Regions from separate parts of the Sus scrofa genome. Here regions 2, 3 and 4 are each linked to region 1. The links are chromatin contacts, called in public HiChIP or PLAC-seq and promoter capture Hi-C maps. All regions are on one chromosome and are shown on one strand. Each heading gives the region's core, a stretch centred on a gene start, on an enhancer-like site or on the middle of the called end of the contact. The rest is flanking DNA. Distances are from core to core; before and after follow the strand shown. Region 1 holds the start of USP5 (ubiquitin carboxyl-terminal hydrolase 5). Region 2 holds the start of NOP2 (NOP2 nucleolar protein). Region 3 holds the start of C1R (complement C1r subcomponent). Region 4 holds the start of CHD4 (chromodomain-helicase-DNA-binding protein 4).

Region 1 (6,704 bases), core at 2,855-5,354:
AGCCCTAAAAAGCAAAAAAAAATCTTTTTTAAAGATCTAAAAAAAAAAGACAGAATCACTGGATTTAGTGACCAAGGGCTTGGATATAGGATATTCAGAGGGTAGGATTCAAGATGACAGCCAAGGAGTTCCTGTCAAGGCACAGCGGAAATAAATCTGACTAGTAACCATGAGGATGCAGATTTGATCTCTGGCCTTGCTCAGTGGGTGAAGGATCCGGTGTTGCTGTGAGCTGTGGAGCAGGTCACAGACTCGGCCTGGATCCCGCGTTGCTGTGGCTCTGGCGTAGGCCAGTGGCTACAGCTCCGATTAGACCCCTAGCCTGGGAACCTCCATATGCCGAGGGAGAGGCCCAAGAAATGGCAAAAAAGACACTCACACACAAAAAAACAAGAATACGGCCAAGGTTTGGGTTGGACAAGTGGGTGGATAGTGCTGTCATTCATGGGGGGAGAGAATGGGGAGGAGAAGAACTTTGGGGGCGAAGATCACAAATTCAACCTTAGACAAACTGACTCTGAAGTGCCTCTGGGGCAGCTGGATGAAGGTCAGGGTTAGGAAGAGAGACCCGAACATGACCAGAGTAGCCCTAGAAGAGCCCAAGGAAAGCAAGAGGAAAGAGCCAAGGACAGCGCCCAGGGGAACACCAAGATTTAAGAGAGGTACAAAGGGTGTTCTCACTGTGGCTCAGTGGTAATGAACCCGACTCATATCCATGAGGACTTGGGTTTGATTCCTGGCCTCGCTCAGTGGGTTAAGGATCCGGCATTGCCATGAGCTGTGGTGTAGGTTGCAGATATGGCTCAGATCTGGTGTTGCTGTGGCTGTGGCCTAGGCTGGCAGCTGCAGCTCCAATTTGACACTTAGCCTGGGAACTTCCCTATGCCAAGGTGTAGCCCCAAAGAAAAAGAGGGGGGGTGCATAAAAGCGGCTTGGAGGTACCAGTCGGGGGACACTCAGGCAGGACACACAAGCCCTCCCCCCACCCCCAGCTGCCTTTCTACATACAGAAGACTCAGTGCAAGGATATAGCAAATTGTTTAAAATCACTTGCTTTAATGTACATACAGACACACATAAAACAAAAAGAAAGTCATGAAAGCTCTCAGTCCGAGTTGGTAGTTTAGGGGGAGTTGAAGAAAACGAGCCTTTCCAGTCGCCCAGGGAAAGGAGGGGTGAGCGGACACAGCATATCACTGGGCCCCTGGTGAGGCCGCCGCTGGGGCCACATCTGGCCTAGTTCTCTACCAGAGGAAAGTGCCGATTTTCCTTGTCATGGCCCTGGCCGTGCTCCCACACTCGTCCTCCAGTTTTCAGAAGTCGTTCAGTTCCCAGAATGGCCCCTTCCTTTAGTTCCCTAACATTCTCACTCAGGGGAGAAGGCCGCTTGCCCTGCAAAAGGCAGTGTGCAAGCTGAGGGAGGGAGGGTGTTCAGAGGAGGGGAGATGGGGAAAAAGGGCCTCCCACCTTTACGCTGAATTTCCTAGTGACAGCTTTCACCCTCTCTCCCTTTACCTGTCGTGCTGTCCGAGTCCCGGGGGAGTTGTCGTCTTGCAGGATGGTGAGAGGAGATCTTCCTAGCACTTTGCCGTTTGGTTTCCGTCTGCTGCACTTAGAACCTAAGGTGGACAAGGAGTTAAAACACGGAGCCGAGATTAGGGGCTTCCAGTTTAGTCCTCTTCTGTTCACCGCGGCCACTATCCCAGAGCACTCTCCCAATTTCTCTTCCCCATACCTTGCCTTCAGATTCTGTACCTGAAGATCTAGGTGTCTCGGGGTCTCTCAAGGGCTTGTCGGAGCCCTGGCTGGCCACAGGGGTTTCTGAGGGCTGTCCTGTTTCCTCCTTGGAAAGCATCTGCTTGGAGGGGAGCTCACTGTGGCTCCAAGGTGGCATCTGGTCCTCAAGGGAAAACCGGGTGCCCAGAGGCAAGTCCAGTTCAGAAGATGACAGTGTCTCCAGGGGCAGAATAGGTTCTGGGGGAAGATTTGACTTGGGGTCTTCCGTCTCAAATACATCACTCAGCTGTTTCACCAGTGGGCTTTGGAGCTCTGGGGGCGGGGAAGTGAAGCAAGATCGTGACCTTCTGATACAATCAGCAAGGAGGGAAAAGATACACCTGCCTTTGGAGTCATGCTATGGTGGATGAAGGACTGGGAAGAGAGAAGTCAAGGAGAGGGAACAAAGTGTTGAAAAAAAGAATGACATGGGGGAGTTCTCATTGTGGCACAGCGGAAATGAATCCGACTAGGAACCATGAGGTTGCGGGTTCAATCCCTGGCCTCGCTCAGTGGGTTGAGGATCTGGCATTGCCGTGAGCTGTGGGGTAGGTCACAAATGCTGCTCAGATCCTGTGTTGCTGTGGCTGTGGTGTAGGCCAGCAGCTGTAGCTCCAATTGGACTCTTAGCCTATGAACCTCCATATGCATGGGTGCGGCCCTAAAAAGCCAAAAAAAAAAAAAAAAAGAAGAAGAAGCCTGAGAGGACAGCCTCACTGATCCCACCCAATGATGCTAAGTGACAGCATTATCAGAATTCCCTGGACCCAACACTTAACCTCCGCTGCTGGTCTTCATGGGTGTCCGTGCAATGCCAAGGGTAGGAGAGCGGGGATCTGTGTCCTGGGCCTGCTTAGGACCCTCCAGCTGCTCCCCTGAAGGCAGGTTTGGCTGTGGAGAGCTCTCTACCTGTCGGGACCAAAGGCTAGAATAAGTCTGAGCCCTGACTCTTCTCTCCCAGATCTCTAGCCTCAGCTGACACTCCAGGTGGGAACTGGCCAAGGGCATCAGACACTCAACCTACTTCATCCAGATTGAGAATGAGGGAAAATAAGGCCTCAGAGGGAGGTGGCGGGGGTTGGGGGAGTAAGAGCTCTTCCAAAATCAGGTTAGGCAGAGGCCCAATAATTCAGTTTCGCGGCCTCCCCCGCCCTGGCCCAGGGTACCTGGATGGGAGTGCGTTGGATGCCGGCGCTGGGTGAACGGGGGTCCGCTACTCGAGCCAGAAGCTTGTTGTGCGGCGGAGGCCGCGCTGGAGTGACTGGGACGCTCTTGGCTGAGCCCATCTCAAGCAGGAGAAATAGGATGGGGCAGAGCCCGCCCCGGGCGAAGAGGGGATGCCTGTGAGAAGTGACTCAGGTCTTAGCCCTTACTGCGACCACGTTCGACTTTTGACCCCAGACCACCGGATCTTCCCCATTCCCCGCTGAGGAACAGTCTGGTAGCCAGGCCAGAGGTCCCTGCGGGGATAACGGCTGATAAAGCTGACAAGGCAGCGTCTCCGAGTCTGCTGGACCCTCTAACTTCTTCACTAATTTATTCAAATCACTTACCAGGCCCCAAATCCACCTTTGGGTGCAAAGCAGCTTGATCCTCAACTCCCGAAGCTGAGTTTCAAACTTCCCGCCACGCCCCTACCCTGAGCCTATTGGCTGAGCCGACGCAGGCTCCTATAGGTCCGCTATGTGAGGCCCGCCTCCAGGGAAGGAAGCCATTGGGTAGGGAGGACGTCTATCATAGAGACCGTGGGGCCGAGGGACCGCGGCTGGCCCAACCCAGGGGTGACGCCTCTTTGATAAGGGGACTTTTGTTCCTTATCGGGCTGCGAGTAGTCCGTAGTGAGATTTTGAGGAATGCCAGTCTTCGCTTTTGAGACCTCCAGTTTCAAAATCAAATGATTTTATTAAAAAATAGGATCAGGAATTATTACAGTTATAATCCAGTCGGAGACGGAGTTATGAAGATTTTTCTGAGGCCCTAAAGATAGTAATCCTTATTGGTCCGCAGAGTTAGCAATCACTCGGCACTAATCCCCAAACCCCGCCTCATTGGACAGCCCCCTTTCAAATACCAAGAATACTTGTCTGCTCGTCTATTTTCGAATTGGACAAATCCAAAAGAAGGTTTCTGGAATGGACGGGTTTAAACAACTGTCAGTTTCTGCTCTTCAAAAGAAGGCACGCAAAGTCCCAGAATCCCAGCAGCCAAAACTCCGGAGCCCACCTCGCTGCTCTACATGCGCTCTGCCCTTGGAGGTGTGGGATTGGCTCTTTCGACCAACGATTGCATTAGAAGCGCTTTTCATTGGCTTTAGTCGAGAGGCGGGCAGAGGGCGGAGCACTAGCCGGCAGGCTCCGTCCAACTGCCATTCTCGCGCGTCCTCCCTTCAGCGCATGCACCTAACGAGTAGTGCTCATTGGACGGAGGGGTAGGGGGTGGGGGACTAGAAGTGGGAGCCGCGGTGTGTGGAGGAGCTGCTGCCGGTGTCATGGCGGAGCTGAGTGAGGAGGCGCTGCTGTCAGTATTACCGACGATCCGGGTCCCCAAGGCTGGAGACCGGGTCCACAAAGACGAATGCGCCTTCTCCTTCGACACACCGGTAAGCCCATTCCCCACGCCCGCAGCGAGCACGACTTCCCCTCCATTGCCCTGGTCATTCTGCCGGGGCCTGCAAGGCTTGGACCACCGCCTCCCTGCGGTGCACCCTGGGACTTGTAGTCTCTCACGCTACTCTTGCCGTTGCTTTGGATTCGCGGGAGCTGTCGTGTGACTACTATCCCCGGAAGCCACCGCGCCCGCTTCATCCGCCCCCGGTCTCGGGGAGCACTGTGGGTATTGTAGTCCCTCACTCCCGTCATTGTCATTCTAAGCTAAAGGCGCCACCCGGTCGGCGGACTACATCTCCCACGTGGACTCCTGCGGAAAGCCTGGGAGTTGGCCTTGCCCGTCGCGCATGGCTCTCTGGATTTTGTAGTCTCGTTTAGGAGGGATGGGGCGACCCCCCGCTGTTTTGGGCCCGGGTTGGGGTATGAGGGGGGGGACTGCAGCTCCCAGGCGTCTGGTAGTTTAGAAGTGGCCATGAAGAAGGCTTGTTTTGAGAAAGGCCGAGTTAGAGAGCCTCCACCCATGGTTAATACGGACAGAGGGCGGGGAGGTGGGTCATTGGTGGTACGGAGGGGAGGAAAGAGGAGAGGAAAGCTCTAGTCGTTTCTCCTTGGAGGTGAATTATGGCCACGGCCCACCCCGCCCCTTTCCCCTGCCCATCACATAGAGCGGAGGGAACCCCTTTGAAAGTATTCCCAGAGAGATGGTTTCTTTCGTGGGAGATACTAAGGCCCCTTTCCCATCCTGCTCCCACTCTTGACTAGTTAGACAAAGCAGCCACCCACACCATGCTTTACGTTTTGCAGGCTCCACCCAGTACCTCCCTTCCTGCAGTTCTGCCTTCCTGTGTCACCCTTGGGCCGCCAGCTGGGTAGGAGTCCGATTGGGATCCGCCCCCCTCACCACCCCTCCCTCAAGCCGCTGCTGGGCCCTGCCCAGGGTGTTCAGCCAGACCAGCTCATGGCCTGGAAAACTGCAAGTCAGAGTGGAAAGGCTTCGTTAATACATCGCCAGTGCTGAGCAGAGCAGCGTGACCTAAGGCCCAGTTCAGGATCATCACTGTGATTTGTGGGTTGCTTGGTTTGCTGGGCTTTGATCTGGGCCTCAGACAATGTGCTGCTTCTCTGAAGTCTGGCTCTGGCAGAGCTAAAAGAGGACTGCTCAGAGCAGAGCTCCAGGGTTCCCAATCCTTGGTGGAATCAGCATCTTTTATTTCCAGCAGAGAAGTTTAATCACTGCATAGCTCCCACCCGCCTCCCAGTTTATCATGTGCATGGCCTGGTGAAGCACTGTCTTTCTCAGGAAGGAAAAGAGTTGTTTTTTTAATTAATTATCAACAGATGGTAGAAGTCTCCCTTCTTTCACTTACCTGCAGTGGCTCCCTCTTGACACTCCTGTCTCCCTAGTAATGGTTTGAATCATCCAAAGGAGGTTTCGTAATCTTTACACTTTCCTTCTCTCACCCCAAGTCAAGAGAGCTCCATTCGTTGGCTTTGCTGGCCAACTTCTGACATATTTGATTATCTTCAAATTGGGTTCTTGGTAGAAAGAGAGCTTATTTGACCTCCCTGATAAGAATGCTCAGTTTATTCATGAACGCTGTAATCCATGCTCTTCTAGGGAGTGGTACAGAGCAATCTGTGGGGCTGAGAACTGCCACACGGTGCCCTGTTTTCAGTTTCACAGCAGAGAATTTTTCAAGGCCACGGAGGCTTTTTCTTGTTTTTCTTTCTACGGCCACACCTGTGGCACATGGATGTTCCCAGGCTAGGGGTTGAATGGGAGCTGCAGCTGCGGTCTACACCACAGCCACAGCAACCCCAGCTCCGAGCCACCTCTGGGAACTACGCTGCAACTTGTGGCAACGCCAAGTCCTTAACCCACTGAGCGAGGCCAGGGATCGAGTGCATCCTCACAATGCTGAGCTCCCATGGGAATGCCAAGGCCACGGAGGCTTTCATTCCAGGAAGAAGAAGCCTGTTGCTTGGATCTAGAGGAAGACTGTTGTCGTCCCCAGTTCCCTCCTGCCCCTTCTCCATCACTCTCTCCATAAGGGCACTGAATAGATTGGCTCCGTTTAGGGAAAGCCTGTCTTCCTTCCTGAGCTGTGACTTACAGTGGACACTTGTCTTTCCCTGCTTTCTTTTTGGATTTTATGTGCTCTGGCTGTCTCAGCAGGTATTGCTAGATTGTTCTAGACAGGGGATAGGTTGGAGGTTGACGGGGACTTCAGTGGATATCAGTTATTGGTCAGGGCAGCAGGGAGGCCTTGGGGGGTGGCTGGAGAACGCTGGACCTCATGTCCTGCTCAGACTGGGTCCCAG
Region 2 (6,704 bases), core at 1,259-3,758, 250 kb before region 1:
AGCAGAGCCCAACCTCCTCTTGGCTGCCCTGAAAAGACATAAGGAGTAAGGAAATGGAATACCCCTCCAGGCTCTGCCACTTCCCACTGCAGGGAACCATGACAGTCCCCAAAGAGCCCTTTCCATCAGCAGGGTCACATGGGATCATGTGCCCAAAGATGAGCAGGACCAATTTAATCTGCCTGTGTAACATAAATGTGGACATTCACACTCACCTCTTTCTTTCCTTTTTTTTTTTTTTTTTTTTTTTGGTCTTTTTAGGGCCGCACCTGAGGCACATGGCTGTAGCCACCGGCATACACCACAGCCACAGCCACGCCAGATCCGAGCCTCGTCTGCAACCTATGCCACAGCTCATGGCAACACTGGATCCTTAACCCACTGAGCGAGTCCAAGGATTGAACCTGCATCCTTAAGGATGCTAGTAGGATTCGTTTCCACTGAACCACGACAGGACTCCTACACTCACCTCTTTCGAGCACGACTGGACAGCCTCTTGGAATTTTCATCACCAGCTGTTTAAAAAATCAAAAAAAGGAAGAGAGGAGGTTATGAGAAAATAAAAAGCAGGAGAGAAAATAAAAGGGCAGAGAATTAGGACAGTAGTTAAAGGGAAGAGATTGTAACTCACTCCACTGTGCTCTACAGGGAGCCGGGTAAAGAGATGTAAAGGAGCTGATCGCCATCTGGCTGCTCATCAACCAAATCCAAACTGGGCCTCCCTCCAGACTGATTTCAAAAAATAGCATCATCGCCATTCTGAAACTTTCAAATCTTTCTTCTGCCCTTTCTTTTATCTAATCAGTTGCCAACCACAGATTTCAAAACTACTGCTTTTCCTATATTCTCCAAGAAATAGAAAGTTTAAAGCCCTCCTATTTTTTTTTTTTTTCCTTTTGTCCTTTTTTTAGGGCTGCACCGGAGGCGGCTTATGGAGGTTCCCAGGCTAGGGGTCCAATCAGAGCTGTTGCTGCCAGCCTACACCACAGCCACAGCAACGCCAGATCCTAGCCATGTCTGCAAACTACACCACAGCTTAGGGCAGCACCGGATCCTTAACCCACTGAGCAAGGCCAGGGATCGAACCCGCAATCTCATGGTTCCCAGTCGGATTCATTTCCACTGCACCAAGACTGGAACTCCATAAAGCACTATCATTTTATAACTATACAAATTAACCTCTCAGCATCCATTTCCTCGGCAGTGCCTCTCTCACAGGACACAGAGAATGAAGTGATATAATGTGTCCAGCGGGTTCAGCATTGTATTTACCACTTACCTATACTTCAATAAACTGCATCTTTTAGACAATACTCAACACAAACTACCTGCAGTAGACTCCTGACCAAGTGGGAGCCAGCTCTGTGCCTTCCCATCTCCTCTACAATGCAGTTCACAGTGACTGGACTGTCCCGTTCCCAACTTCCACCTGCTAAAATGTCACCCACTTCTCAAAACCCAACTTCTTTTTTCTCCTTCTCTTCTTTTTTTGTCTTACAATCTTTTGTGTCCAGGGCTGATTTTCAATAGATCACACCAAGGGAGCTGCATGGCTACCTATGAAACCCCCACACAGAAGCAGGTCATCTAAGAAGAGCTTAGTGCAAAACCCAACTTCTTGGAAGTTCCTGCTGTGGTGCAGTCGCTTAACGATCAGTATGGTAGGTCACAGCTCCAGTTTGGATTCGCTCCCTGGCCTGGGAACTTCCACATGCTGCCGAGACGGCCAAAAAAAAAAAAAAAAAGTCACAAAATCTTTTCAAACTTGGCAACTCCGTGGAATCCTGCTTCCTCTGAAGGCCCTAAACATTAAACCACACATCTCCTTGCATGGGAACTTGTGCCCGTCACATCTTCCCTAATTTCTAAACGTTTATGAGATTGTTCCATTCATATTTACTTCCTAATAACTCATGAACACACAATCTAAAAAACTGAGGGATTACACTACAGATGGAAGAACGGCGCAAAAGCTAGAGAATCGGAAGGGGACGGGCACGCCTGACCCTTACCTGCAGGCAAGAATCTGACGAGTTCGGTCTCAGCACCTTTCTGCTTTCGGGCCTTTCGGCCCGGCCCGCGTTTCTCCTTCGTAGGGTCCAATTTGCGCCCCATGGTACTGAGGAAAACAAAAACGAGAGACAGTAGAGTGGCGCGTGTTGTCCGGGAAAGGCAGAGAGCAGACGAAGCAAGTTGAAGTGGAAAAGGGCACTGCCTTGACGAGAACCTCGACTCAGCAGCCCCACTGCCCCTCGAGGCCTGGCCACACCTCCACTACACGCTGAGCCCCGGGCCCTGGGTCCCACACCGCTGGTACAACGTCCCCTTCCCACGCCCCGGTCCAAGTGGACGCCTCACCCTTCCTTCCTCGACTTCCTGCAGAAGACCCGCCCGAAGCTGCAGCTCACCTGGAAGCGGGTCCAGTCCCGAGAAGGCCCTAGGAAGCAGCGACAGCACTCCACGTGTGGTGCGGGGCTGGCGCTCCGACGCCACACCACGGGAACGTCTCGCGCAAGCGCACAGCGCGCCCGCTGAGGCCCCGCCTCTTCCGGGCTTCCCGTCCGCCGCGGAAGCCGGAAGTTTCATTCGCGCGGCCGCGCGGGGCAGGCGGTGCAGAGGGCGGCCGGGGAGGACCGCTCTGCTCTCTCCCAGGTGGAGAAGGCGGCGCGTAGGGGGACGCCTTTAGCTTCCCCGCCCTTCCCTCCAGATGTGGGCCTTACGCCTTATGGCGGATTTCGTCCGAAAAACTGGTACCCAAAAGACGGCCCCTCCCTTCGGACGGAGGCGTCAGAGCCGGACCCTCTTTCGCCCCACGTCTCAAGGTCGCACCCACTCCCAAGTCCTGTGACTTTGAAACCTTCTTCCTTGACACCATACCCCGCGCTGCCCCTCAGGTAAGGGAACTCTCTGCCTTGGTTCCCATACGAGAGGTCGGGAGGACGGCATCTTGTGTTCTCACTTCACACAAACAGAAAACCCAGAGCAGCCTTTCTTGAAATAAACCCTAAGGTGGTGCTTAGCAGCTGTTCAAAACTGCTCCGGCACTTCGCTGGTTTGTCTTCGCAATGTTGCGAGGAAGATTCTCCTTTGATTCTCTACAGCAGACATCTACAGCCTGGAGACGGCCGCGAAGCTGGGAGTCAGGCTTAGGCTGTGAACCCAGGGGGCTCCGGAGCTCCTCGCAGCGTGCAGGTGGTGGCGGCCGGAGCACGAGGGTAGGTGCACAGTCCAGATTTCGTGGAGTCTCAGGACACAAGGAAACCCTTGGTCTTCAGCTGCACTGTCCCAAGGCTCCCGTCGGACACACCCACCTGCACCTACACCCACACTGAACCAGAGCACTAAAATACAAGGAAACTTTTATTTTCAATTTTTGTCAAGAAATTTGCTGTGGTTTTTTATGCTTTTGGTTCTTTTCCTTTTTTTTTTTTTTTTTTTTTCCAACTTTATTTCATTCTAGCCGCTCAGGGGCTGGAGCCGCTGGGTTCCTGGTATTAAAAAGATGCCAACAGAGGTAGCTGTGTCTCGCCCAGGGGCCCGGCCCACTGTGAATACCCCCCAAAAAGGAGAAATGAAAACACAAAATAAACCAACAAAATAAAACCAAAAGGAGGAAGAAATTCAGATCATTTTCTTCAAGCCTGGCGGGAACCCACAACAGTTTGTGTGTAACAGACGTTACAGTGGGGAGAAGCCAGGGCCCAAAAGGCCAGCCCGCCAGCTCCCTGCAGATGGCGCCGGCGCTACTGCTGCATGTCTCTCCAGCAGGAAGGGCACCACTGCCCCTCACTCCCTCCCCTCCCCCAGTGCACTGGGGGCTGTTCCTCTACAGCTTGGAAGATGGGGCAGAAGGGAGGAGAGGGTCTCTCAGGCCCCCAGGGGAGAAGCTGGGCAAGGGAAAGTGAGGAAGGTCACTGCTCAGCGGTGGACGTGGTATCATCCATCTGGATCTTCACTGCTGCTGGGCTACCTAGAGAAAGAGAGAGCCAAGAGGGTCAGAATGTCAGACCCCAGGAACCCTCCTGACCCCAAAGGAACTCACTGGTGGACCAGCCCCACCTGCCCAATGTGTAAAGCCAGGGACAGACAGCAACGTTACAAGTTCCAGAGTGGCTCTGCTGGAACAGATGGCCAGAGGAAAATGGTCCTATACCTGCTGTGGAGTCGGTTCAGGTGCCCGGTTTGCCAGGCGGCTGAGAATGTTACGCTCGGACATCTGTAGCCTCACAGCAACTGGGGGAATTCGGGCAATAGTAGCTGGGAGTCGAGTCACATCGGCTTTCATGTCACTCAGCAGTTCTTCTAGCTGTTTCAGAACTGCATGGGGGGGAAAAAAGGCGGTGAGCCGTGGTGGTCAAGACCTAGGCCCATCTTATAATATGTGGACCGGCTTTCCCATCACTTCTCAATGATCAAGTGACGTGCTGGAGTGCTGTCTTGTCAGTCACCTGACCTGGCTCCACCACGCTCAAATTCCTATTCCTCATATTCCAATTCCAAGTGTCCATGATTCTATGTTTTAAAGTTACCTCTGTCTCTTGATCCCTGTCTCTATCTCCATCACTTTTATTTTTTCTTGACTGTGCCTGCAGCATGCAAAAGCTTCCAGGCCAGGGAGAGAACCATGCCACAGCAGTGACAACACCAAATCTTTAACCACTAGGCCACCAGGGAACTCCGCCACTTCTTAAATAGCTATTCCTATTTCTTTCCTCTCCACTTTTGGAGCTGTCTCCCTCTTCCTTTATAACAGCTGCCTTTTCCTCATTTCACCCTCCACCCCCTCACAATGTCTTACCTTTAATTAGAAACAGGATGTTGAAAGGGGGTCTAGAAAGCACAAGATCGTAAATAACCTGAAGTTACCTCTAAAGTAGCCCAGATAACACTATGTATTATTCTGGGTTGCTCTCCACCTCTCCAAAAAGCTGAGTATATTCAAGAAGTTAAGAGGCAAAGAACTACTGTCCTTGATTGCCTGTGAGATATTAGCTTCCTGAGGAGGAAGGCAAAGCTCCCCAAATGTGTTGGGGAGGGACAGAGAAAGAAGGAGGCTAAGTCAGCAGGAGGCAGGGGAGCCACTGGCTACCTTTGTGCAGGACCGCATTGGCTGGCTTGTTTCCTGCCATTGACTCCTTGGACAGGTGCTGATGACTCTCCGCCAAACACTCCACCTCAGCAAAGCGGGTGTTCAGGGCCATGGAAGGGTGGGAGGGGTCCTCTGACATGTTCAGGTAAGCTGCCCGACGCAGCTGTTCCTCAATCACCAGGGCTTGTTCTAAGAGCTGGACAAGGGATAAAGAGATGGGCATTGGAATGATAATTCACTTGGCTTAATTCTGACGGGCCTCTGAGAACCTGTGAAGAACCTTAGGAATGGCTCCCTCACACCTGAACTGGTGTTCAACACCAATTCAACATTACATTGGCTTTTTTATCCCTCTTTGGTGGTCCAAGTTTTTTAAGTTATCTTACTGATTCACTTTTACACAAAAATGATAAAAACTCAATTTAGAAAATACAGAATGTATAAAGCATCAAAATCACAATTCTACCTCCTAAAAACAGTTAACATTTGATGTGTTTCCTTATATTTATTTTTTTATGTATTAAGATCCTATGTATTTGGAGTTCCCGTCGTGGCGCGGTGGTTAACGAATCCGACTAGGAACCATGAGGTTGCGGGTTTGGTCCCTGCCCTTGCTCCGTGGGTTAATGATCCGGCGTTGCTGTGAGCTGTGGTGTAGGTTGCAGACGCGGCTCGGATCCCGCGTTGCTGGGGCTCTGGCGTAGGCTGGCGGCTACAGCTCCGATTGGACCCCTGGCCTGGGAACCTCCATGTGCTGCGGGAGCGACCCAAAGAAATAGCAAAAGGACAAAAAAATAAAAAATAAAAAAAATAAAATGTATATAAAAAAAAGATCCGGGAGTTCCCGTCGTGGCGCAGTGGTGAACGAATCCGACTAGGAACCATGAGGTTGCGGGTTCGGTCCCTGCCCTTGCTCAGTGGGTTAACGATCCGGCCTTGCCGTGAGCTGTGGTGTACGTTGCAGACGCGGCTCGGATCCCGAGTTGCTGCGGCTCTGGTGTAGGCCGGTGGCTACAGCTCCAATTTGACGCCTAGCCTGGGAACCTCCATATGCCGCGGGAGCGGCCCAAGAAATAGCAACAACAACAGAGAGACAAAAAGACCAAAAAAAAAAAAGATCCTACATATTTATAATTTCATTCACAGTTACGTAGTAAAAAAAAATCTTCATTATTAAAAACAAAAAAAATCTTGGAGTTCCCATCGTGGCTCAGTGGTTAACAAATCCGACTAGGAACCATGAAGTTGCAGGTTCGATCCCTGGCCTTGCTCAGTAGGTTAAGGTTCCAGCATTGCCCATGAGCTGTGGTATATAGGTCACAGATGCGGCTCAGATCCCGTGTGGCTGTGGTGTAGGCTGGCAGCTGTAACTCCGATCAGACCCCTAGCCTGGGAACCTCCATATGCTGCAGATGCAGCCCTACAAAGCAAAAAAAAAAAAAAAAAAAAAAAAAAAAAAAAAAAAAAAAAACCACAAAACTATATTATTAACTGGTCTTCATAAAAGATGACTTAACAGTTACACGGCAGTCCCTCCTATGGATAGTGCTTGTTTTACTCTTCTAAAATTATTCCTGTTGTTTCTTTTCTTCATATGTCAATCCCATTTCTTTCC
Region 3 (6,704 bases), core at 2,912-5,411, 210 kb after region 1:
CGTGGTGGTGGTGGTGGTGGTGATGGTGGTGGGAAGCCTGCTTTGTGTAGGTTTTCAACTGAAGCTGAAAGGGATCTCTGGGATTCATGTGGCAGGTGTGTCGGGGCTTGCCGGACCCAAGTGCGATGTTGGCTAGAGGGTCCAGCAGGAAGCAGGGATGAGAGGAGCCACGAGGGGTGGGATGGAGAGGGTGGGGTCTCTCTGGGGCTGGGATGGCTATACCTGTAGCTGGTCGTAGGGACAGTGTACTTGCTGGTGGTCATCGATTTCGAAGGGTTCCAGGAACTTGAGGTGGATGGTGAGACCCCGCTCCACCCGGATGCTGTAGTTGCAGCGCAGGTCGGGGGGGTAGGGCTGGGGGTACTCCAGGCTGGAGATGTAGCCTGAAGGCTCTGTGAACAGCTCCCTGCTGCACTCGGCTGTGAGAACAGAGCCGCAAGGGGGTCACCAGGGGACTCGGACTGGCCCAGCAAACCCTGATCAGTCCCAGCCTCCTCCTGGGCCACCCTGACCTCACCCTGGCAGGAATGCCCATCCTCCTGAAGCTCATAGCCTAGGTGGCAGGAGCAGAAATAGCCGCCGATGTAGTTGTGACACAGGTGCTGGCACCGGGGCTGCTGGGCATTGTCCTCCCCTGAGTTGTGCTGAAAAGCACATTCATCCAGGTCTGGAAAAGATTCAGGAAGGAAGGATTAAATCCCGCTAAGGGGAGTTCCCGCTGTGGCCCAGGGGAAATGAATACGACTAGGAGCCATGAGGTTGCTGGTTTGATCCCTGGCCTCGCTCAGTGGGTTAAGGATCCAGTGTTGCCATGAGCAGTTGTATAGGTCACAGACGTGACTCAGAACTGGTATTGTTGTGGCTGTGGTGTGGGCCGGCTGCTGTAGTTCTAATTCTACTCCTAGCCTGGGAACCTCCATATGCTGCAGGTGCAGCCGTAAGAAGCAAAAAAAAAAAAAAAAAAAAATCCCGCTGAGGGACTTCTGTGGTGGCGCTGGTGTCTGCGAGGTCACTCACTGGAGACCAAAAGACAGAGTCAGCCCCTGGCCACCCAGACCCCTGGGGCCTCTCTCATCCCGTTCTGCGTGATGGGGACGGGGCCCGGGTGGGTAGCCCTCTTCTGGAAAAAGCTCTCTGGGGAAAAACAAGGAAGGCCAGGACTCCTGCTTCTTCGGATTCCAGGTTCCCTTTTTCCAGCCCCTGTTCAATCTGACTGAGGACAGATGCCCGGCACAGGGACCACTCACCCACAGCTTGGTAGTAGGCGAGGAAGCCCTTGTAAAACATGATGGTACCATTCTCCTCGTTGGAGAAATCTGTGTGAAAGGTCAGCAGCATCTTGTTCCCTTGGGACATAAATTCCTTCCTTCCTGGGGGGTTTCCCAGGGGAGAGCCCAGCTGCCCGCAGAACCTCCCCAGCGTTTTCTTATCCGCAGAGATCTGGTGGAGGAAGGACAAGGGAGAGGAAGTCCAGCTGCCGAGGGGACCTGTGCCACGTGGCAGGTCAGGGAAGGCTGTCAGTGAAGGATCCTGCCTCCTGGCTGGACCAACTTCAGCGGCTCTTTGCCTGTTGCTCTGGCTGTGGCAAGCTTCCCCAGGTACCTTTTCTCTGTCCCCTGCAGCCCCATCGGCCAACCCTGCTCGTTACCCTGTGGCTGGAACACCGCCCCTCCCTTTTGATGACCCCCTAGCCTGTGTCAGACTTTTCTGCACTCCTGTCTCCTCCTGTGCCTGCCTTCTGCTGGAATCCTGATGGCTTCAGCCCAGCCTCCATCACTCCTTCCTTCCTAGAGCCTGGATGATCTGCTTTATCTTCTGCCCTCGTTCCGCCTCACCTTAGTCAAACCACTCAAGTCCAGCCATGCCTCCCGATAGACTCAGCTGAGTGTGAGCCTCTGGGGTCTGGCAGGCTCGGCAAGCGTCGCCTAGCATCCCTGACCTCTTTCTTCACCGATTCTTTAATTCCTCAAGAGCAGAAGATGTCCCTCCCTAACCCCCACCCCCATTCCTCACTAACCCTGCCCCCAAGACCCTTCCCGCCCTAGCACTGCCGATGTCTCAAGTCCTCTGGGCTAGGAAAACACATCCTGTTCATGTTCTTCTCTTATAATCTCCAGGGGTTCTCCTGGGCATAGTATTTATGGGCTGTATGTAGGCTCTACTTGAATCCTGAATCAAGAATCTTTTTCTTCTTCTTATTTTGTCTTTTTGACTTTTCTAGGGCCGCTCCCGTGGCAAATGGAGGTTCCCAGGCGAGGGGTCGAATCGGAGACATAGCCACCCGCCTACACCAGAGCCACAGCAATTCGGGATCCGAGCCGCGTCTGCGACCTACACCACAGCTCACGGCAACGCCGGATCGTTAACCCACTGAGCGAGGCCAGGGATTGAACCCGAAACCTCATCGTTCCTAGTCGGATTCGTTAGCCACTGTGCCATGACTGGGAACTCCGAGAGTCTCATTTTTATTGGATGTAGAAAGACGGGTCTAGGATGGGGCCCTTAGTCATTACAGGGGTTAGGGGATGAGCCCACTGTCCCCAATAAAGGCTCTGCTTGAGCCACCACCATGCACCGCTCCCTTCCCCTTGTCCCTGTGTTCCTGGTGAGGCAGGGAGCCACGGTGATACTCTCCATGGAAACAGGGAAACTGAGGCACAGCGGTTTCCCAAAGACTCCCACACGCGAGTAAGCAGATGGGGCAGGTGTTTCTGACTCCTGTAGACAGGATATTTCCTGAGGCTGGGGTTGGTTCCTTCCCTCTGTGTTTCTCCCCTCAGTGCCCACCGAGAGTCTCTAAACCAGTGGATGCCCATCCGTGGCATCGCTTGACACTCAGAACTCCACGTGACTCTCAGCTTTTACAGACTTGGGGCTGTGTCCCCAGGTGGGGAGTGTGTCCAGGGGGGTTGGAGCACAAGTCCCCAGCTTCCAGAGACCCCCAACTCTCTCTCTGCCCTCCTGACCGGACCCCCTACCTTGACATAGTCATAGAAACAGCCTTCCGAAGGCTCCAGGTCAAACTGCCAGAAGACCAGCTTCACCCTGTATCCCGTGGGGACTGTGATGACAGTGGTTGTCTCAAAGTTGTTGGGGTAAGGCTTGGGGTACCGAGGGGATGTCACCTCCCCAAAGAGCTTCTGAGGGAGGGGCGTGGTGCCCCCCAAGCTGTAGAACAGGCCTGGCACCAGGAGGTATACGAGCCACCTGCCAAAAAGAAAAATGGTGTCTATAGGGCTGGAGGGGTGCAGCAAGTGCCCTTGCTACCTGGGCAGTGGTCGCAGGGGGGGATGGGATGGTCATTTTCCTCTCTGTCCAGGCTAGACCTCACCGACATGTTCTGGGTGGGGAGGGTGGATTGGGGAGGCTGGTCAGCTGCTGCCCTGGCTGTTCCTCCCCAGAGCAGCGTCCAGTCCAGAGGTCATCTCACTCCCTCCACCTCTCTCCTCATCCTCCTCCCCTGCCTTGACCCATCCCTCCCCTCCCCTCCCCTCCCCTTCCTGGAATAGGGCTGGCTTGGGACCAGTTAATTGAGGGTGAGGGTTTCCCGTCATGGCTCCCTGAAAGGGCTTCCAAAGGTTCAGCAAAGGCCTCTGGGAGAAACCACCTATGGAAGGAGGCGTTGGGGGCACAGGACCCCCTTCTGGGGCAGAGTGGGTTCCGTCCATCTCACTGTTCCCTATGAGCTGGAGGAGGAAGGCACTGGACATCACTTTCTAGGTCTGGGGTCTCCTTTCATCCCCAGGAGGAGGGATGGGGGGTACGTGTTGGACTGTGTGCACGCGTGTGTGCATCGGAACGGATAAGGTATATGGGGAAGGGAAGGGTGTTCCCACCTCCCTGAATGAATTTGAGAGCAGGAATAAACCTCCCGTGCCCGGGGTTCTCCGCTCTGGCTTCTCCCTCCCTCCTTGGTCCCCATCAACCTTACTCACATTTCTCAAGGCCTCTCTGGGGATCCCTGGTTCTCCTGCAGCGGCTTCATCCACTCTGTGTCCAGGGAGAGCGCAGTCATGCAGAGGAGAGAAGGGGGAGGGAATGACCGTGGAGGGGGAAGGGGGGGGACCATTCCGGGAGAAATGTTGTAAGGAACTAACTATTTGCATAAACAAAACCAAAAAAAAAAAGTCTGTTTCCAATTTGATTTAGTTTTGGTTTTGAAATCCCTGATGGTGCTGCCACCTGCTGGCCATGTGGGGAAGGGCTAGAGATGGGTCTGCAGTTTTAAGGGACTGGAAAGCCTTTGGTGGGAGGCCCAGACTTTCACTTCCACATCTGATGGGAGTTTCACCTTTCTTCACCTCTCTAGGCACTGCTGCTCTGTTTCGGGGGTTCCTACCCAGTGGAAATTGCAGTTGAGAGGGACTCTCTTTCCTGGACCGCCCTTCTCCTTTAACCCTGTGCTTCCTGCCCAAGTTACCCAGCTAACCAGCTGCTATGGTCCAGGCATGGCCAGGCTTTCAATGCCCAGGATGATGCGACAGGAATAAGGCTGAGAGCTGGGCAGTGCAGGAGGGCACAGTGGAATGAAGCTTGGTTGCCCTGGGATCTTGATCTCCTTCACTCCTCAGTGACACAGAACAGGGGTCGCTGGGACCCCAAAGCAGCACTGGAGTCTGTGTTAAGACCTTTCCTCTCCACCTCAGTGCACTCAGGCCTGGAGTTCCCGTTGTGGCTCAGTGGGTTAAGAACCCGACTAGGTCTTGTACCTGCATCTTTCTTCATTGTTGGGTCTATGGTCCTCGCCTTACTGGAAACTTCAGCCCAAGATCACTGCAGGAATTTATAAACAAGTTTGTCTTCTTCAAAAACAAACAAACAAACAAACAAACAAACAAAACAAAACAAAACAAACAAAGGACCCCTACTAGTATCCATGAGGATGCAGGTTTGATTCCTGCTCTTGCTCAGTGAGTTAAGGATCTAGCATTCTTGCAAGCTTCAGCATGTTGCAGATGCAGCTTGGATCCGGTGATGCTAAGGCCAGCAGCTATGTGGCTCCGATTTTATCCCTAGCCTGGGAACCTCCACATGCCATGGGTGTGGCCCTAAAAAGACGAAAAAATAAAAATAAAAAAATTAAAAATTAAAGAGAAAAATGCACTCATGGCTGCCCATGAACTTGTCTAAGGAGGGGATAGAGACATCTTTTTTTTTTTTTTTTTTTTTTTGCCTTTTGGTTTTTAGGGCTGAACCTGTGGCACATGGAGTTTCCCAGGCTAGGGGTCAAGTTGGAGCTGCAGCTGCCAGCCTACACCACAGCCACAGCAAGTTGGGATCTGAGCCGAATCTATGACCTACACCACAGCTCATGGCAATGCCAGATCCTTAACCCACTGAGCAAGGCCAGAGATCAAACCTGCATCCTCGTGGATACCAGTAGGGTTCGTTAACCACTGAGCCACTATGGGAAGTCTGAGACATCCTTTTTTCTTCAGCCTCTGGTCAAGAGTTCGAACCTCTAAGGGTTGCAGCTGCCTAAGGGCTTGGCAAACAGTGTGGCTGTGGGCGGAGACAGACTCGGTCTTTCTGAGAGGAAGCCAGGCCCACCAGAGGAGGAAGGGCCCTTGTCTCGCCTGACCTCCAGGCCATTGTGTTCTGTTTTAAAAGTTTGCTCTGGAGTTCCCTGGTGGTACAGGGGGTTAAGGATCCAGGGTTGTTACTGTTGCAGTTGGGGTCGCTGCTGTGGCTCGGGTTCGATCCCTGGCAAGGGAATTTCTGCATGCTGCAGGGGCAGCAAAAAATAAATAAATAAATAATAAAAAGAGAGAGAGAGAGAGAGAGAGAGAGAGATTGCTCTTTGGGGAAGTCTTTCTTCAGCTCTGCCCGGCTCAGATACCCTATGGTGTTGTGTTCCACAGGGAGGCTCAGATGGCAGAACAGGCTCCTGAATTCTCAGGCCTCGTAGTCACTCCTGCTTGTTTCCCCTACTAGACTAATCCCTCCATCTCTTCACCCACCCACCGGCTCACTTATCCACTTGTAGCTGCCCATTTCTTGTGCCAGGCACTTTCCCCAGCAGTGGGCTCATGAAGATGCGGCAGCTCCCCATTTGGCAGTGACCAGGTCATCACGGAATGGAGTTTAAGAGCTGGCATGTGAAAGAGGCAGTGTCAAGCCAGGTTGGAGGGTTCCCCCAGCAGGCTGATATGTCAGGGCTGAGGAGTGAATCCGCTGGCAGGGCTGAGCCATGACGTGACCTGTAGCTTTGTCAGGTGAAGAAGGACAAAAGAGAGGGGAGAAGGATAAGGACCAGATCGGGGGGCAAGAAAGAAGGAGAATCTTGTCCAGCAAATTGCACATTAGTATACACACATTAGCAGTGTGTCTGTGTCATGTGTTTACCACGGGGGCAGGATGGCAGATGTACAGGTGAAGAGGAGATGGTCCAAGAAGGTAAATCCTGGAGGAAGCTCTCCCATCCGTCCTAGGGATTCTGAGCTCTGTCCTGGTACCATGTGACCTGACTGTAAACCGACAAGCCTGGACCCTGTTAGCTCAATCCCGCCCCGTCTCCACTCTGCTCAACTGCACAAAATAACCTCAACTTTCATTTTGCGTTGGACCCTTGACTTATACCAAAGACAGAGAGAAGAAACGGTCATGTGAAGTTGCTCAGGCATTTGTTTTATTTTTGCTTTTGCTTTTCAGGGCTGCACCTGTGGTACATGGAGGTTCCCAGGTTAGGGGTCGAATTGGAGCTG
Region 4 (6,704 bases), core at 1,287-3,786, 210 kb before region 1:
ATCTGCCACCTCGCCCTACACAGTGATGAGACTCAAGCCTAAGTTTCTCATCCCCACAGCTGAAGACTCAATGACAAGACTGACCCTCTCCTAAATGGCCTCGGATTGAAGCGAAGACTTCCAACTTAGAAAGTGCCAAAGTAGAAACATCTCTCCCAGACCACCTCAACTTGCAGTTGGAACTATGGAGAGAGAAGGCAAAAGTGAAAAACATTTGATGGGAAACAAATACAGGACTAGCAAGCTCCAGAATTAAAATAAAACCACAAACAGAAAAGATGAAGAAACAGCACGTAGAAAAAAACAAAGCTACGAAAAAAAGGTCAAGGAAACAAGGAGGTGACTTAGCTAAGGGATCTGAAGACAGACAGAGAAGAGAGACATTCACTTAGACACATAACACCAATCATCACTTGAGGACAAACAAGAGCCATTCCAACCAGGCAGGATGCATAACCATTCGGGTTTGGCCAGTGCAAGGACCCACCCCAAAACACAGACAACACAACCCCCAACACACCTACACAAACACCTCACACCACCAGTCCAAACCCCAGGCTACCTGCACAGGGCAGAACCGTCTAGAGAAAAAAGCCAGGATTAAGTCCACTTGCCCGAGGAAGAGAGGTGCCCAGAGTGTCATCTCTCTTCTTTCTGTCCCTTGGAGTATACCCTGCAGGCTACTACATCCCACTCCTAGCCCCACTCAAAACATTCCAGCAATCTGCCTGGCTAAGAGCACTCTAGATTCCAGCTTCGGAGCGCAATTCAAACTTCACACAGTTGAAACAGCACAGAAAGCCGGTAACTGATCAGAAGCTAAAAATAATCAGAGAGTAACCAGCACTCCCTCTTTCTTTTCCACAGCAGCAATCACAGGATCCTACCGGCAGAGATGCCCGGCTGGTCTCCTCCAAAAGCGATCCTCAACCCAGCCCCTTCCCCACTGCACAGCCTCCAGGGGTCCCAGCCACCTGCATTCCTCCAAGGACCCACAAAGCCTGCCAGCCCAGAGAGCTCCCTCAACCGGGAACTGCAGAGCAATTCCCGAAGGCAGTGCAGCAAGCTTGCATCTCGGTCCGCGCAGCCCGGGAGGCACATGGCTTCCAACCCCCTCGCACAAGAGCTCCGCAGAAGAGAACCACTCCCTTCGGATGCCCTCCACCTCTCACTGCACAGAGCAAGCCCAGAAACTCAACCCTGCCTCACGGAGCCACTAGGGAGGGCCCAGATGGCTCCTTCCTGCCCGGGGCCCTTGGGGAAGATGTTACCTGGGTGGGGTGGGGGCAGGCTGTTGTTCAAAAGTGCATCCATATCCTCCTCCTCACTGCCCGCTGAGCAGGGGGACGGGGAGCCCAGGCCCGACGCCATCCCCTTCCGCTCCCGGCCAGGGAATTGGCCCAGCTGCTCCTGCCTGCGGCCTGGGGCCCTCGACACTGGCCCGAGTCACTGTGCGGGGGAGGGGGGAGAGAAAGAGAACAGTCAGTGACGCGCACGGCCCCCTCCCCCACCCCGCCGCGCTTTCCGCCCACCCCCGGCCCCCCCACCCCTCAGCCACCCGAGCAGGGCACCCGAACCACTCAGGCTGAACTTAGTTCCACACTCCCAGGGGCAGCCCGGAAGCCGGCTCCCGGGCTGGAGCCCCCCAGACCGGAGGAAGCGGCGCCCCCGAGGGCAAGCCGGTGCCGGCGTAGGGAGGGGAGAAGCCGCTGAACTGAGCCGGGCGTGTCGGGGGAGGGGGTCCGAGTGGCCGCGGCGCGGGGGGGGTGGGGGGAGGATCGGGGGAGGCGGCCGGCGGCGAGGCGCTTGGGGACACAAGGTCACTTGGGGGTGGGGGGGCGACTCCCTGCGCCTGGGGAGGGGCCAGTCCCCAGACAGGGCAGCTCTCCAAAGGCTGTCCTCTGGGACAACTCGGGTTCTCCGGAGAAGCCGCGGGGACGAGGGGGCGTGGAGGCTCGGCGCTCCGGGGGGCTGGAGGCAGGGGCGTGGGGGGCCGGGGCTCCCACCAGGCGGGGGGCCGGGCCACGTGTCCCGGGGGGCAAGTGAGCAAAGGGCGAGGGGGGCGCCGGGCATTGTGGGAGGCAAAGCCCGAGGTGGGAGTCGCGGAGAGCTAGAGTCGGGCAGGGCGAGGGCGGGGGCTGGGCGCCCTGCAGGGGAAGGAGAGGCAGGGTCGGCTTCCCGGGCAGGGGGCGGTCTGCGGGTCCGGGGACGCCCGAAGAGAGGCTGGGTGGAGGGATGACCCTCGGGGCCGGTCGGGATGAGAGGGGCTTCTGTCTGGGAACCCCGCGCTCTCCTCACCCCGGAGCCGCCGCAGGTCGCGCAGGGTCCGGCCGGGTGTCACTCCCGCTCCGGCTCCTCCTCGCCGCGGCCGAAGGGGGGAAAATGGCTCCGGCTCCAGCGTCGCCTCTTAAAGGGCCCGAAACACCGGCCGGGAAATCCCACCGCACAGGCCCCGCCCCCCCACGGACAGCCCATAATAACCTCAACCAACTCCAACCCCCCCTCCACTACCGCCACCCTCCTCCCTAGGTCTCCCGGGCAACCCCCGCCCCCTCGTCGCTCAGCAACCACTGGCCACGCCCCCTTCGAGCGCGCGCGCGCGTGTCACCCGGGCAACCACCCACCTCCTGGCCATCCCATAATACACACGGACACCACCACCACCACCACCACCGTACCACCACCACCACCACAACCATCACCCCCCCACGCGCACGCACTCCATACACATATACATATATGCCAGGGATGTTGACATCTCATGATATTGCAGACCTTTTGCAACTAACACTTTACCCCTCCCCTAGACATCCCATAATAGCCATCCTTTGCCAACTTCTTCACTCTTGGCCCTAATGCTAACATCCCATAATAATTCGTCACCTCTCCCTCCCCATGGCCATCCCATAATAAGCACCCCTACCCGCTCTTCATGCTCACATCCCATAATACTCATCCCCATCCCCCACAGACATCCCATAATAACCACTCTTCATCCACCCCCAGTTTGATATCCCATAATAGTCAGAAACTCACCCCCCCCCAACAACGGACACTTCGGCCTCTTCCCACTTCCCACACACATCCCGTAGTAATCAGTCTCCCACTTTCTGTACTGACATCCCATAATAACCAACCCCCTGGGGAGCTGCCCTCAGCCCCTGTGGGCTAGAACCTCAAAACTCGACCCCAAGGCTTCAGACGTTCATTCCCACTCCACAGCCCATAATAACCACTCCTCCTCTATCAGAGATATCCATAATGATCAACAGCCCTACAGTCACCTCACAGATGGACATCCAAACTCCTTTCCTCTAGCACTGGAAAGATATCCCATAATTTTACTCCCCCACCCACACCCTGACATCCCATAATAATGACAAAGAACCTGTGGTCAAGCAAACATACAATAATACTCCCAACACAACCCAGAGTCAGGTCCCATAATGCTCATCTCTACCACCCCTATACCTTTCCAGTCAGGCATCCCATAATATTTATACTCATCCCTCCCCCATCTCCAGAGGCTGTCAGTCTAAAACCCTAACTCCCACACCAGCAAGGGTGAAGCAGGCTATCCACATTGCCCTGTCCCCGCCCCAACTTGTACACACCTTCAGCCCTTAATGGCCCAAAGCAGTATCCTGGCACAAAGTCTCTTGATGTCTAGGACAGACTCTAGCTTTCCTCATCCATCATTTTCAGACATGCAGGAACTGGACTGAGCCCCACCCAATCCCACCAAAATCCAGATGTTCTCCAGACACTTAGCAACACTTACCTCCAGTTAAATTTTGAGTAAGACCCACCAAATACCAAGCTGGTCAGATGAGCCATTCACATAAAGTTCAGTTCACCTCAGAGCATCCCATAATAATTACAAATGCCCACCTAAAGACTATTTCTCAACATTCCAGCAGTCCCCTTCCCACACCACCTCCTCAGGTCAAGTGGTCCATTCTCATCCTAGGCCACGCCTATGGATGGACATCCCACTACAGTGTGAACAGAGGATCATGCTATATACACCTGAAGAGCTAAGACCTCCTGTTTCCCTAAACACTGCTACTCATGTTCACTCAACAGATGTTGACAGAGTACCTAGCAAAGCACAGAGCCAGGCACCATGGAGAGTGCAGGACCACAGGTGCCCCTTCCCTTCAAGGAGCATAAACAACCAACTACAAGAGGAGACAGAATGACTGCTGTCAATGGAAAACTGAGTTCCACTTCCCAATTTCCTGTTACAGAGAATAAAACAAATCCCAACTGGTCTCAGGAGAAATCAGATCCCAGTAGAGGTTCCTGGTGGTCCTCCTAGAGGCTGGGAAATTATTTCAAAAGGATTTACCATATAGATGGACAGTCAAAATAATCTCCTATCTGGAGTTCCAACTGTGGCACAGTGGGCTAAGAATCCAACTGCAGAGGTGCAGGTTGCTGTGGAGGCCTGGGTTCCATTCCCTACCCAATTCAGTGGGTTAAAGGAGCCCGAGTAGGTTGATGCTGCAGCTCATATTCAATCCCTGGCCCAGGAACTTCCACATACTCTGAGCATGACCATTAAAAAAAAAGAGAGAAATAATCTATCTGTTCACTACATACTACCGGATTTTGTTTCGAAGCAATATTCATCCATCCAGTGTTTCTAATACTGAAACGCTATGTATCATCATGTGCTTCCTTCCTGAGAGGCTCATCAACATGCCAGTATTATCCTCATGCTTGAACACCAAATTCTGCTTACCCTCAATGCCCCATGTTTCTCATTTACACCCTTTCTCATTTTATATCCTGAAGTCTCATAGGACTTCCAACTGCCCTCATCCTCATCTTGTTGAAGCCCCATTCTCCACCCAACCCCTGCATCATTATATAATATTAACCATCTTCCCTTCCTGTGTAAAAGTCAACATTCCAGAATGTCTTTGTCAGTTATTATGTCACAAGGTAGCCTTCCAACTTATACCATCCCCTTCCCCAACTGCAGCTATCCTGCCTGCAGCCACGCCGGGGGACCCAGCCCAAGAAAGTGAGCGAGCACAATCTGAAAATCCTTTGGCCCTCAGAGAACCTGAGCCTGTAGCTTCTCACTTTTCCCTCTTCTCGAGCCCCAGAGAACTAGGACCTGGGTGGAAATCAATGTCCTGGCACCTCTTCCTTGCTGCCCACCCCCCTCCCCCCAGACCCCATAGGATAACATCTTCCTATGCTCTCTTGTGCCTTTTTCACAAAAGTCCAAGACCTGTGGTGGTAGAACAGGTTGAAAAGAAACCGGAAGGGACTCCTAGGAGAGGCCCTTCCTGACCAGAAGTGAGTGGGATGAACCTCACATCATCTCTGTATGGCCCTTCTAATCTCACTTCCCTAGAGAAAGGGCCTGGCCAGCTGACTCTCCCTCCTCTGGAAACCACAGGACTGGAGAACTGGCAAGGAGAGATGAATTCAGGAGAGGTACGAGCTTGCTTCGGGAATCACCCTATGTATCCAAGCAGAGTACCAGCGATGCTGATAAGTCTTTCTCCCAGCTCCTGCCTGACTTAACGCCCCAAACCACCCTTTCTGCATATCCATTGCGGCATGCAGGCTGGCTCCCCCATTCTGCAAGGCTGCCTAGTCTTCTCCTTAAATTCTCTTGACATCAAGACTGCGTCCCATTCATTTGTGCAAGCCCTTCCCCATGCTTATTCTGAACACTAAGATCAAATCTCGTGCTCCTCACTTAGGGGAGAGGAGGAAGCTCTTTAACTAAGATACCATAACGTGGGTATGCCTCCTTGCAAGAAGTTTCTCATTCAGATACACAGCTGCCAGATACTTATTATGTCCTCCTCTCTCCCCATCTCTCTAGGGGATGCAGCCTGCTCCCGGGCCTTTAATTCCCTCTGTAACGTCTCCATCTGCCCCATGCCCTCTTTTTCCCATATATATAGCGCATCACTACAGTGACTCATAACATAAACCAGAAGGAGAGTTTTGTAACTGGGTAGTCACGGCCTCTTGACTGTGATTGCCAGCATGGTACCTGTTGTCCACCACAGCCCCTCTGCCCCATCCCTGCAGTTTCTACCCACCTATCACTGCTTGGGTCTTCTTACTCCCCATCTTCCCCTTGATCCCACCACCAGGGGAGAGTTAAAGTCCCTTTCTCTCTCCTTGAGTTCCAGAGGGCTAGGATGTGTGTGTTTGTGTGTTGCTTTTGTGGTCTTTATGCTTCCCCTCCCTACCCTGGCCACATGCCAACGTCCCAGATAAATTATAAATAAACCACCAGCATGATTGGCCCACAGAGACTAAGGGTGGGATAATCTCCAGATTAACGCACCCAGGGGGACAGCCTCTCTAGCTGGTTACCTTAGAGTTCTCTTTTTGTCCCATGATACAGAAGAACCTGGAACAACATTCAGAGAAGGGCTGTCTGTGGAGTTTTCAGCACACACTCTAAAGTTCCTCTCTCTACATCCCTGTTCAGTGTTCACCCCAAGAAACTCTGCGCCAAAGACATGAGTGACCAGGGTTCTCCCCGCTCTGTCAGAAAAGGGGTTTTGGGAAGGCAACCCAGGACAGAAAAGCCACAGAGACAGTGTATTCTGAGGGTTAAAAAGGATGCAAGCAGTAGGGCTGGGGGACACCACCCAGGCACGTGTCCTTCAGGAGCCAACCCAGTGTCATCTCCTCAGGTGTGACTGAGAGGTGACGGAACC

Evidence for each region. Promoter capture Hi-C pulls out the DNA fragments that hold promoters and counts their contacts. HiChIP or PLAC-seq counts read pairs in DNA pulled down with a chosen protein or histone mark.
Region 2: an H3K27ac HiChIP or PLAC-seq map of alveolar macrophages shows a contact between it and region 1. The contact joins the promoter of NOP2 here to the promoter of USP5 in region 1. A contact is called at or near these places in 1 of 5 promoter capture datasets (liver) and 2 of 2 datasets of contacts at active chromatin or transcription factors (alveolar macrophages and skeletal muscle).
Region 3: a contact with region 1 is called in an H3K27ac HiChIP or PLAC-seq map of alveolar macrophages. The contact joins the promoter of C1R here to the promoter of USP5 in region 1. A contact is called at or near these places in 2 of 5 promoter capture datasets (fetal liver and liver), 9 of 47 Hi-C or Micro-C datasets (alveolar macrophages, blood, embryonic fibroblasts and 6 more) and 1 of 2 datasets of contacts at active chromatin or transcription factors (alveolar macrophages).
Region 4: a promoter capture Hi-C map of fetal liver shows a contact between it and region 1, with 2.4 times the contacts expected there. The contact joins the promoter of CHD4 here to the promoter of USP5 in region 1. A contact is called at or near these places in 2 of 5 promoter capture datasets (fetal liver and liver) and 2 of 2 datasets of contacts at active chromatin or transcription factors (alveolar macrophages and skeletal muscle).

The regions. Positions count from the first base shown.
Region 1 is chr5:63,856,235-63,862,938 of Sscrofa11.1, reverse strand. USP5 (ubiquitin carboxyl-terminal hydrolase 5) reads left to right here and starts at 4,104. Exons shown (of 20, transcript XM_001925784.6): 1 at 4,104-4,375. The coding sequence starts at 4,265. CDCA3 (cell division cycle-associated protein 3) reads right to left here and starts at 4,034. Exons shown (of 6, transcript XM_013987400.2): 1 at 3,330-4,034; 2 at 2,943-3,117; 3 at 2,556-2,685; 4 at 1,756-2,049; 5 at 1,516-1,619; 6 at 1,037-1,413. The coding sequence starts at 3,062. The coding sequence ends at 1,237.
Region 2 is chr5:64,101,913-64,108,616 of Sscrofa11.1, reverse strand. NOP2 (NOP2 nucleolar protein) reads right to left here and starts at 2,508. Exons shown (of 16, transcript NM_001244246.1): 1 at 2,409-2,508; 2 at 2,013-2,119; 3 at 470-515; 4 at 1-28. The coding sequence starts at 2,115. It overlaps CHD4 (chromodomain-helicase-DNA-binding protein 4), which reads right to left. Exons shown (of 40, transcript XM_021092425.1): 38 at 5,090-5,285; 39 at 4,154-4,317; 40 at 3,405-3,970. The coding sequence ends at 3,953. It overlaps LOC102162288 (a long non-coding RNA gene), which reads left to right and starts at 2,721. Exons shown (of 2, transcript XR_297162.3): 1 at 2,721-2,894; 2 at 3,102-3,616.
Region 3 is chr5:63,641,554-63,648,257 of Sscrofa11.1, reverse strand. It overlaps C1R (complement C1r subcomponent), which reads right to left and starts at 4,161. Exons shown (of 11, transcript XM_021092408.1): 1 at 3,936-4,161; 2 at 2,979-3,207; 3 at 1,248-1,440; 4 at 518-667; 5 at 223-419. The coding sequence starts at 3,937.
Region 4 is chr5:64,067,459-64,074,162 of Sscrofa11.1, reverse strand. It overlaps CHD4 (chromodomain-helicase-DNA-binding protein 4), which reads right to left and starts at 2,536. Exons shown (of 40, transcript XM_021092425.1): 1 at 2,299-2,536; 2 at 1,272-1,449. The coding sequence starts at 1,371.